Linked DNA regions of Ctenopharyngodon idella: region 2 is linked to region 1. Evidence: chromatin contacts called from public Hi-C data. All regions are on one chromosome and are shown on one strand. Each heading gives the region's core, a stretch centred on a gene start, on an enhancer-like site or on the middle of the called end of the contact. The rest is flanking DNA. Distances are from core to core; before and after follow the strand shown.

Evidence for each region. Hi-C and Micro-C count contacts between places; a contact is called where the count stands out from the background.
Region 2: a contact with region 1 is called in a Hi-C map of muscle, with 5 times the contacts expected there. The contact joins the promoter of colgalt2a here to the promoter of cdc14aa in region 1. A contact is called at or near these places in 2 of 2 Hi-C or Micro-C datasets (both in muscle).

The regions. Positions count from the first base shown.
Region 1 is chr2:21,504,921-21,509,699 of HZGC01, reverse strand. It overlaps cdc14aa (cell division cycle 14Aa), which reads right to left and starts at 1,551. Exons shown (of 15, transcript XM_051866793.1): 1 at 1,074-1,551; 2 at 546-636; 3 at 358-433. The coding sequence starts at 1,119.
Region 2 is chr2:21,652,114-21,656,926 of HZGC01, reverse strand. colgalt2a (collagen beta(1-O)galactosyltransferase 2a) reads right to left here and starts at 2,834. Exons shown (of 12, transcript XM_051866822.1): 1 at 2,338-2,834; 2 at 467-580; 3 at 181-298. The coding sequence starts at 2,567.

The sequences.
Region 1 (4,779 bases), core at 302-2,801:
AAAACATCTTCAAGTTTCTGTTATCTAAGATTCATACACTATATATATACTTATATATTCATATGTATGGAATTTTGGACTTTTTTCTGGAATAAGAGAAAAATGGTTTTAAAGTGTCTCGCTGCATCATGCTTCGGCAAACCATTCTAATTTCTTTTAGGCAACCAAACTAATTTCTGTGCTAACTAAAAAGGCTCTTCTCGATGTTTATGAATAAATCCAAATACAAAAATGAAAAAACATAAGACCTGTATTTGATCAGTAAGTAAAATATGAATTTCTGATTAAGTCTTTAGGAATACAACAAGTGCTGTGATGCAAAAACTGAGCCATTCGATTCAAAGAAGATGATCTTACCTTTAGTTTTTTGTTCAGTTTGCAGCAATATCTGTACAGCATTGCCAGATTGAGGGGCCCAAAATCTGCATAAAAGCTTGAGACAGAAATGGACAATAAAGTCAACACTTGTCAAATGAAACAAGCAAATATGAGCAATCAGAAATGGCAATTTTACATGGTCAGTTAAAAAACGTACAAAGACTTACTTTTCATATATAAATTCATCATCTGTGCAGAAGAAATGTGTGTTTGCTGTGCTCTTGGGTTTGCTTCTAAGAGTAGCGAAATACAGTCGATCTGGGGTGACGGGAAAGAAAATACAACTGAATACAGAATAAGTTAAAAAAGAAAGAAAAAAAGTAAATGACGGTAAACCACATCTGGAAACACGTATAATTGATTCTAGCAATCTGAAGATAAACTACAACAGGAAGCAAAAGGTACAAATTTAAAATTACTTTCATTAGTAACATAATTAGTAATCAAAATGGCAAGACACATTGAAAGCATTTTCATATCTACATATCTGAATGTACATGAACAACTTATCTGTAAAGCATTATAGGCTATATTGTTTTTAATAACATTCATGAAAATTATTACAAAGTACAACATACAGTATGCTAGGATTTTGATGTTATAAAACATTACTTATGGATTTAGCAGATTAAAAAATAATATTTGCCTTTGAACCTTTGTTTATATAAACGATATAACTATTTTCATCTTATTACCTTTGATAAACTCAGAAGATCCGAGAAGCTCATTGTCATCTCCCATTTTAATACTGAAACTTCAGGATTTTAAATATTTCCACGAGTTTCTTTTCGTGCCAAAGGGACGTTATATTGGAATATCCGGTAGTTTTGAAAACAAATGTAACTTTACTTAAAAATAAATCCGTTATATTTATATTTAACGACGTCAACACAGTCCTGTTATAACCCACTTCTGTGTCCTATAAGCTCTTCTGTGTCGAGTATAGACGGCAAATCCTCTAAATCTCTTCTGAACGGGAAGTGAGTTAAAAACTTGATATTTTCCATCAGTTTAATCTCATATATGTTCGTGTCCTTCAGTTTTCCGTAATCTTTTGCACTTATATTGTGCTAGAGTTTTCTTGCACGTTCTTCCATAGCTGAAAACTTCACGATACAAGTTAAAGAGACATTGCCTAGTAACCACGTGCCACGCCACCACACAAATGCCCGTTGTTAAGGCGGGGGTTAATTTCGACCAATCAGGGTTCGAGACGGAGTGCCTGCTTTTAGAGCATGATGTTTTGGATTAATACATATTACACGATTTAGTCACAGAAATAAGAAGTAACGTCATTTTTGCATCCAACTTTGTTGAAGAAAGTATTTTTATTTCTTAGATAACTGTATAATTATTTGTATTTTTAAATTTATGTGGATAGATAGCATTTTAGGGATTTTTAGTTAATGACTGAGCTGAAACCTGGGGTGTGTGTACAGCCATCTGACCTCTTACCATCAGCGGCCGCACGTGCAGCTGACATGCTTTAACTCTAAAACTCTTAATATGATCAGGCTCAACTGAGTCAGCTCACATAGGCTACAGCTACAGCCAACATCAGCTACCACAGGATGTACAAATACCAACATCCCGTTGCATTGTGCATCACAGAGCACAAATCAACTTTCTGCACTTTACAGAGTAGGCTATTTTTTCTAAAAGCAGTGTAGAAAGAAATACTATCCTATTAGCATAACTGCATACATTTAGCATTAACCATGTAAAAATACAGGCAGTGTGTACAGTATATAGTTTATGATTTAAAGTAAATAGACAGACAGACAGACAGACAGATAGATGGATAGACCTGTGATGTGGGTTATCCAGGCTGTTGGTGGCACCATGGCTGGACGCCTGCGCTTGAAGCGCCAGTGTCCCCTCCAGGCCGGCACATGGGACATGCCTTCATTGAGGTCCGTAAATGGAGGAAGAGGATATTGCTGATGAAGAATCACAACCTTATGTTCTCCCCCATATGAATTGGAGGCAGCCGATTATACTTTGAGTCAGAGAACAGAAGAAATAAGCTGCATTTCTCCAGAACTCCTCCCAGCTCCACCTGCTACGAAACAAAGGTAATAGCGGCTCAAGTGACGGCCTCAGGTTACAGCTCAACTTCAAAAACGCCCGGCTCCGGTGCTGTTAAAGGTTTTTGGTTACTCTCAATTCCCATAGAGGTGGGAATGTCACTGCTGAATTCTTACTCTCATTGGGTTTGCGATACGACCTCTGTGACACATTCGTATTGTCTCCATCAATCTCTGCCACAATAACGCGGCATGGGATTTTCACCACTGCAAGTCTCATACATCCACTAAGCATGTCCCTTTCTCTTCAAGGGTCAGTGGCTGTGAGACAGTGCTAAGGTAAAACCTGAGATGAGGACATGCTTAGAGGCCAGAGTCCAAATGGAACAGGGTTTCTAATAACAGGCAAGGTCACCCACAGCGTTACAGGAGAGCTTATCAGCACTGTAGATATTTGAGAAACACTGGAGGAGCTCTTCCCCACAGGACTTGGATGAAATGAAAAAAAGCAACAAGATATCACAAGTGCTGCTTGACATGTCATGCTTCTAAACATGTACAGAGTGTCAGATATAAAAGTAGAATGTTATTTGTAATTATGACTGATTGGTCAATCACAGCATTTTAAAATCAAATATTTCTGTATAATGACTGCTAAACTGTATAATTGACCATTGTTCCATGCATTGTTTACTATAAAAAGCAATTCAGGGGACCTGTTGTAACCACTCCTACTCGACCCGCTCTGAGCGGGATTCAAACCGGGGTCTCCGGCATGGGAGACTCCGTTACACTCATCCCCCCAAACCTCACTGCCATCCGGGTCACGGCACCAAATGTAACCATTCCTACTCGACCTGCTTCGAGCGGGATTCGAACCGGTGTCTCCGGCATGGGAGACGGCGCGCTGACAAGGACACTAAAAATTACAGTCTAGGATCAGTTGCCAGCGCGCTTCTTGAGGCTAGGGGAGTAAGGTTTACTCGCACAGCTCTTACAAGCTAGCCCCCCCAACCTCACTCCGATCTGGGTCAGGGCACCAAATGTAACCGGTCGTACTTGACCCGCTCTGAGCGAGATTCGAACCGGCGTCTCCGGCATGCAGGGGAGATGGGCACGCTAACAAGAATGCTATGACTACAGCCTCTAGCGTCAGTTGCTTATGCACTACTTGAAGCCAGGGGAGTGAGATTTACTCACACAGCTCTTACTAGCTGGTTACTTTACTACAATAAATTCTAATTTATTGATTTCATTTAATGTTTTATGTTGCAAACATTATTTTGTTATTTATTGTATACTCATTATTTGAGTTCTGTCAACATAATAATGTTGATTATTAAACTTAAAATTGTCATTTATTACTCACCCTCATGTCGTTCCACACCCGTAAGACATTCATTCTTCTTCTGAACACAAATTAATATATTTTTGATGAAATCCATCATGTATCATATTAGATTATTCTTTTAATAAGATGTGATGCAAAATGATTTGTAATGACATAATGATCAAAATATTTATCTGATTTTTATATGATTTGATAATCATTTTAATTACTGTAGATAAATTGCATAATGCTTTTTCATTTTAATTTAGTTTAGTTTGTCAAAAAATTACTAAAAAAAATTACAAGAGATAGATGAGATGCTGTTGTGTTGCTATAAAATTGTAAAAGATCATATAAATAAATTTATAATTGAAGGTTTTGGTTTCAGTACATTAATAGCTATCATGTGTCCCTAAGGCAAAATGTACAGAAAACACACCAGATGAGTGATATTAAATGAATAATGGGTCAAATGAATTTCTAAATCACTATTGTGATCTGTGTGAAGATCTTGAAGCATCAGACCAAACACAGTGCAGGAGAGAATATCCTCCTTCAATGCTGCGCTTCATCTCACCTGCACACAGTGAGGCCTCGTCATATATTCTCGTCTTAACCTGTTCATTTGAATCAGCCAATTAAGCAGCAGCTTAACAAGCTAGTGGAAAAGAAGTTCAGGGTCAAGGCCGACGTGCTAATCTCACCATGAGAAGAATGACTGCTGAACTATGGGTGACGAGACATCCCAGAGACTGGGTCACCTGACCTCAGCTGGAGTAGATGACAGCATATGGATTAACTCATATTATAATTTCTATTGGCTTTAAACATGATGTAGTCAAAAATGAGGAGAATGAAAAATAATGTCTGAGACAGTTCAAAGAGTATGAAGAGGTCTGAAATAAAAAGTGATTTTATAGTATCAAATAATTTAATACTTCTCCCAAACATGATATGAATTGACCTACAACCTGGAAATCCCACTGTGGGTTATCAGGGATTTGGGGTTTAAGAACACCTTTAAAAAAACAAAAACAAAAAAAA
Region 2 (4,813 bases), core at 1,585-4,084, 150 kb before region 1:
ATGAACGAAGATCTTACAGGTTTGGGACGACATGAGGGTGAGTACTTAATGACAGAAATTTCATTTTTGGGTGAACTAACCCTTTAAATACAATATGATGATAATACAGACAGTTGTAACACACATATAGGTACACCAGCAGCTGACCTAAGATCAGTACAATAGGAGATGTCATCTCACCAGAATGTAGTCTGCCCACTGTGCCCTGGCTGATGTGAGCGCAGCCTGCCTCAATTTCATCACATGGGTAAACCGAGACTCCGTCCAGTGCTTAGGACCCAGCTCATCTATATAATAACTGTAAATAATTATAATAACTATTGAATGAGAACTGAATGCTTCAGTATACACAGACACATGAGATGTTTCCTTCTTTATAAATATATTAATTTTGTACAACATTAAAATTTTTATGTTACTTATGGTAAGTAAGTTCTAATAGAATGTAATGTGCATGTGTTGTCACCTCTTCTCCTCCTCCATCGTCTGCAGTTGTACCAAATGATACAAACTCTCCACTCCAGAGAGCCATTCATGCAGCATTGCAGTGGTGTTGTCAATATTGTGATCGGTAGCAGCCCTGATAAACAGAAAGTCCATGTTAGGACCAGAATTAGCATTTAGCATTTTTTTAACATCATCATCTTGTCATACAAAACTAATTTTCAAAAGGTTGGAGTCAGTAAGATTTTTTAAAAAAAAAACATAAATGAATATTTTCATTCAGCAAAGATCATTAAATTGATCAAAAAACACATTAAAAACATTTATTATGTTACAGAAGATTTCCATTTCAAATAAATGCCTTTCTTTTGAACAGGGACCTACAGGGGCTATAAGGGGGTGCACAGAAGTAAAAAGAAAAAGTTTTTTTTTTAAAAATCAATTAACTAATAAATTAATTAATAAAATAATATTACTACTAATAATTAGGGCTGGGTATTGACACAATTTTCACGATTCGATTCGATTTCAATTCACATGATTGTGATTCGATTCGATTTCGATTTGAATTGATTTGATATTGATTATTTTGGATGTACTGTATCAGTTGCAGTACGTGGCAAATTTTCTAGAGGAAAAAATCTCTCAACTAATGCTAATGCTAACTAATTTTTTTTTTAATATAAACATTTAAATCGTGGCTGTCATAACTGATTTATTCAAACATGCATTAAATATTGATTGAAGAACATTATAATGAATATGTAACGGTGCATAGCTATATTTATCAGAATTCTGCTCTCTAGAGTTAATTTTTCTAGCTGACTAACGAGTTTATGGTCACTGAATATGTTTTTCTGAGGTAAATGTGACGTTACGTGACATTGTTTACAAGCTGTTTTATTGACATCTTTCCGAGGTTGAAAGCGGTCTGTCACGTCATACTAATCAGCGCCAAAACGGTATTTATTTTTTTAATCTCATAATAAGATGGACGTCATTTGAAATCTGAGACTTTGCTTCATATTAAAAGTAACAAAGCACAAAGATTATTGCTATTTATTGGATGGGAGACGCGCTACATGCTCTGTTCATTCATCAACTGAAAACAGACTAGACTAATCGATTCTTGGGATTTAAGAATCGATATCGGTTCGTAAAAATGAGAATCGATTAAAATCGAGAAATCAATATTTTTTACCCAGCCTTACTAATAATAATAGGTACTTTTATTTATTTTTATTTGTTTTAAAATAATAATATTAATTATTTAAATAAATAAATACATTATTATTAATAATAATATAAAAATAAATCATATAAGAAGACATTATTATTGGTCACATTTTTCCTATTTATTGAAGTGCAAACTGCCTGCACTTTCTCCTTCTTTTCTCCTTTTACCCATCTGCATTCTTTCACTTCACTGTGATTCTTGTCATATTTACTTTTCAAGCTTTCCAGGATATTTCAGACTAAGGTGTAATTAAAAGCCTTGTGCTCAGTTCAGTATGTGGTCAAATACAAAACCACTGACACATGTATTATATATCTTAGACTGTGTGATAATAGCACTAACACATTATGGTAACCTTCAGCAATAAGACATTAAACCTGTAACTCGTAATGTAACGCTAAATAGATCAGTATGCAGATTCAAATGTGAGTATACATGAAGTTTTTTTTTTAATTGCTATGTGATGATCTGTTATTCTTTTTAAATATAATAATGAGGGATGCTATTATTGCAAGTGTTACCATGATGCATACATTCCTATACGTCCTAATCCATTATGTCTTCCTATTAAACTTTATTAAAATTTTACATAGAAATAAAGTTCAACATGCATTTGAAAGGATATATGTAACTAACATGAAACAAAAATTAGTTACCATATAGAGATCCGGTCCTTGGGATAATCCAGTCTCTCAATACATCCCAGAAAATAAGGAAGGCTGTGTTCAGCGTTACGGGCCAAAATGGCAATGACTACTTTGGGTTTGAGTAGAGATGTCTCGTGCAGAACAGGCTCCAGGTCAATGAGTGTATGAATAAAGCCGAGCCATGTCTGTAACAGTAACAGCCCAAACAGAAGCTTTTCAGATGCTCTTAGGTCCGTCATAGTGTCTGAATGTGCAGAAGCATACCATACTATAGGATACTAGTCAGAGAATGTGAAGACTGACGGGGGAGGTTTGAGTGTGCTCTGCCCTATATGCAAGTCATTTGAGTGAAAGAACTGTAAAAGAATAGCATACACTTAGATGCAAATTAGTGAATAAATAAAGCCACACAGCAAATAAAAAAATTGTAGTGCACCCCAATGTATTGTAGTGGATGTTTTTTAAAAAAGTGTGCTTATATTCAATGAGATTGTGTTCTTATGAGGCAAAACTTCAACCCTCCAGCTAAAATGTTATAAAAATTATTTGAAGAAATATGTATTTCATGGGCTGGATTATCCACATGGGCAACTGGTGCAAAAAGATGCAGAAATTATCATTTTTGTTCGGAAAAAAAATACATATTTTAATTTTTTGTATGTTTTTGTATTAGGCTACCTTTTATACATGTTTCATTAAGTGTTTTGTTTTATAGTTTAGTGTCTACTATAGCAGTTTCCCCAACTGACAACTTGATCCCATATAATATGACAATGGCAAAGTTCAAAGTTGCATTTATGAAATCTGACCAGCAGATGGAGAAAGTGACATATCTTTAATATTATGCTTCTGTCTGGAATAACATTAATCTTAAAATGTCAGTCATATGTATACTGTCTTAATTATTCAGATTTTCTTCATGTATGGAAGACCTACATGACATGCTTCGTTTGCTAAAATGTGCAGAAAACAGATTACACTGCGTGACTGTATCCCACAACACAATGCATTTAAACTTCCATTTTCAGTGTGAAGAATGAAACTGTTTGTCATGTCTATACAGTTTAGTATGCTGGACTTGTAGCATATTCAGTTATTTAAGGTAATTAATTACTAATTAGCTTATTTAAAGAGATAGTTCACTCAGAAATTAAAATTCTGTCATCATTTACTGAACTCACCTCATGTTGTCACAAACCAGAGTTACTTCCTTTCTTCTTTTCAAAATATCTTCTTTTGTGTTTTTACTTTTGGGTAAATTTAACAAAATATTGTTAAATATTCCATTTAACAAAATATTATATGAACAAATATCTAGATGATTTGTTGAAAGCTATCTACAGAAACTGTGGTATTTTGTATCAGCATACATGTGTGTTGACAGCCTATTATTATTGTAAATTGCTTCCATTTTCAAGGTAGCAATCCCCCCATTCATTCATTCATCCATCCATTGACAACGAAAATCATTACAATTATTAAAGCTGCAGTCCATAACTTTTTTTTTTGGTTAAAAATGATCCAAAATCAATTTTTGAGCAAGCACATAACCAGCCAGCGTTAAAAACAATCTCCATACCTTAGTCTGATTCACAACGGTAAGCTTGTAATAATGTTTTCTAATTCAGGTGGTACTGGTAGGTTTCCGCGAGAAATTCGAGCATGCAGCCGTTCGTCTTTGCGTCATTACATCACATCTGTTTACATAAAGAACGAGTCCCAGCTAGCAGGCTATATGGCATGTGGAGGATGCTGCAGGCGGCAGATCATTTATAGCCTTTTCTCACAGCAGCTGCAATAATTAAACTTAGCCTATCATTTTGATGGTGGATTCACCCGTATTAAAAAGCAAAAGACTTCGGACTGCGGAGTGGCTACAGAGATTGAAATCTATACACATAGTCACACAATTGCTGATGTTGTTAACATTAACAATTTGAGAACAAAGTATAACAATAATAATAATTTGCATGGTTTGACATAGAGCTGCACGATTAATCGTAAAAAGATCGCAATCTCGATTCAAGCACCCACGCGATCCTAATTTATTAATGACAGCAATTTTCCCTCGTCTATTAAACCTTTGACAAAATCATACTGGAAAGTTCAAATCTGTGTTCGTGCTGTCAGAGCCAGAGAGAGCCGTTTTGAATCACACAGTTATTTCTATTTCTGTGTTACAAATATTCACATTATCACAGAAGTACTGAGATTTAGTATTTAAATCTCCATGGTTTAAGTTAGTATTTAAACACCGATGTCTACGATAGCGATCAAAATAGAGCAAACTACCTTTTGAAACGAACTTGGCACGTCAAATAACGGTTGTATCAATTACATCTAATTCCACTAGGTGGCGACAACTGACTGTTAAAAAATGTATTTGTCATTGAATCGTTCATTCAAAAGATTCGTTCAAAAACACTGATTCATCCAGCAATGAAACAAGTATTTATTAATGACTCATTGAATTCATTCAAAACCA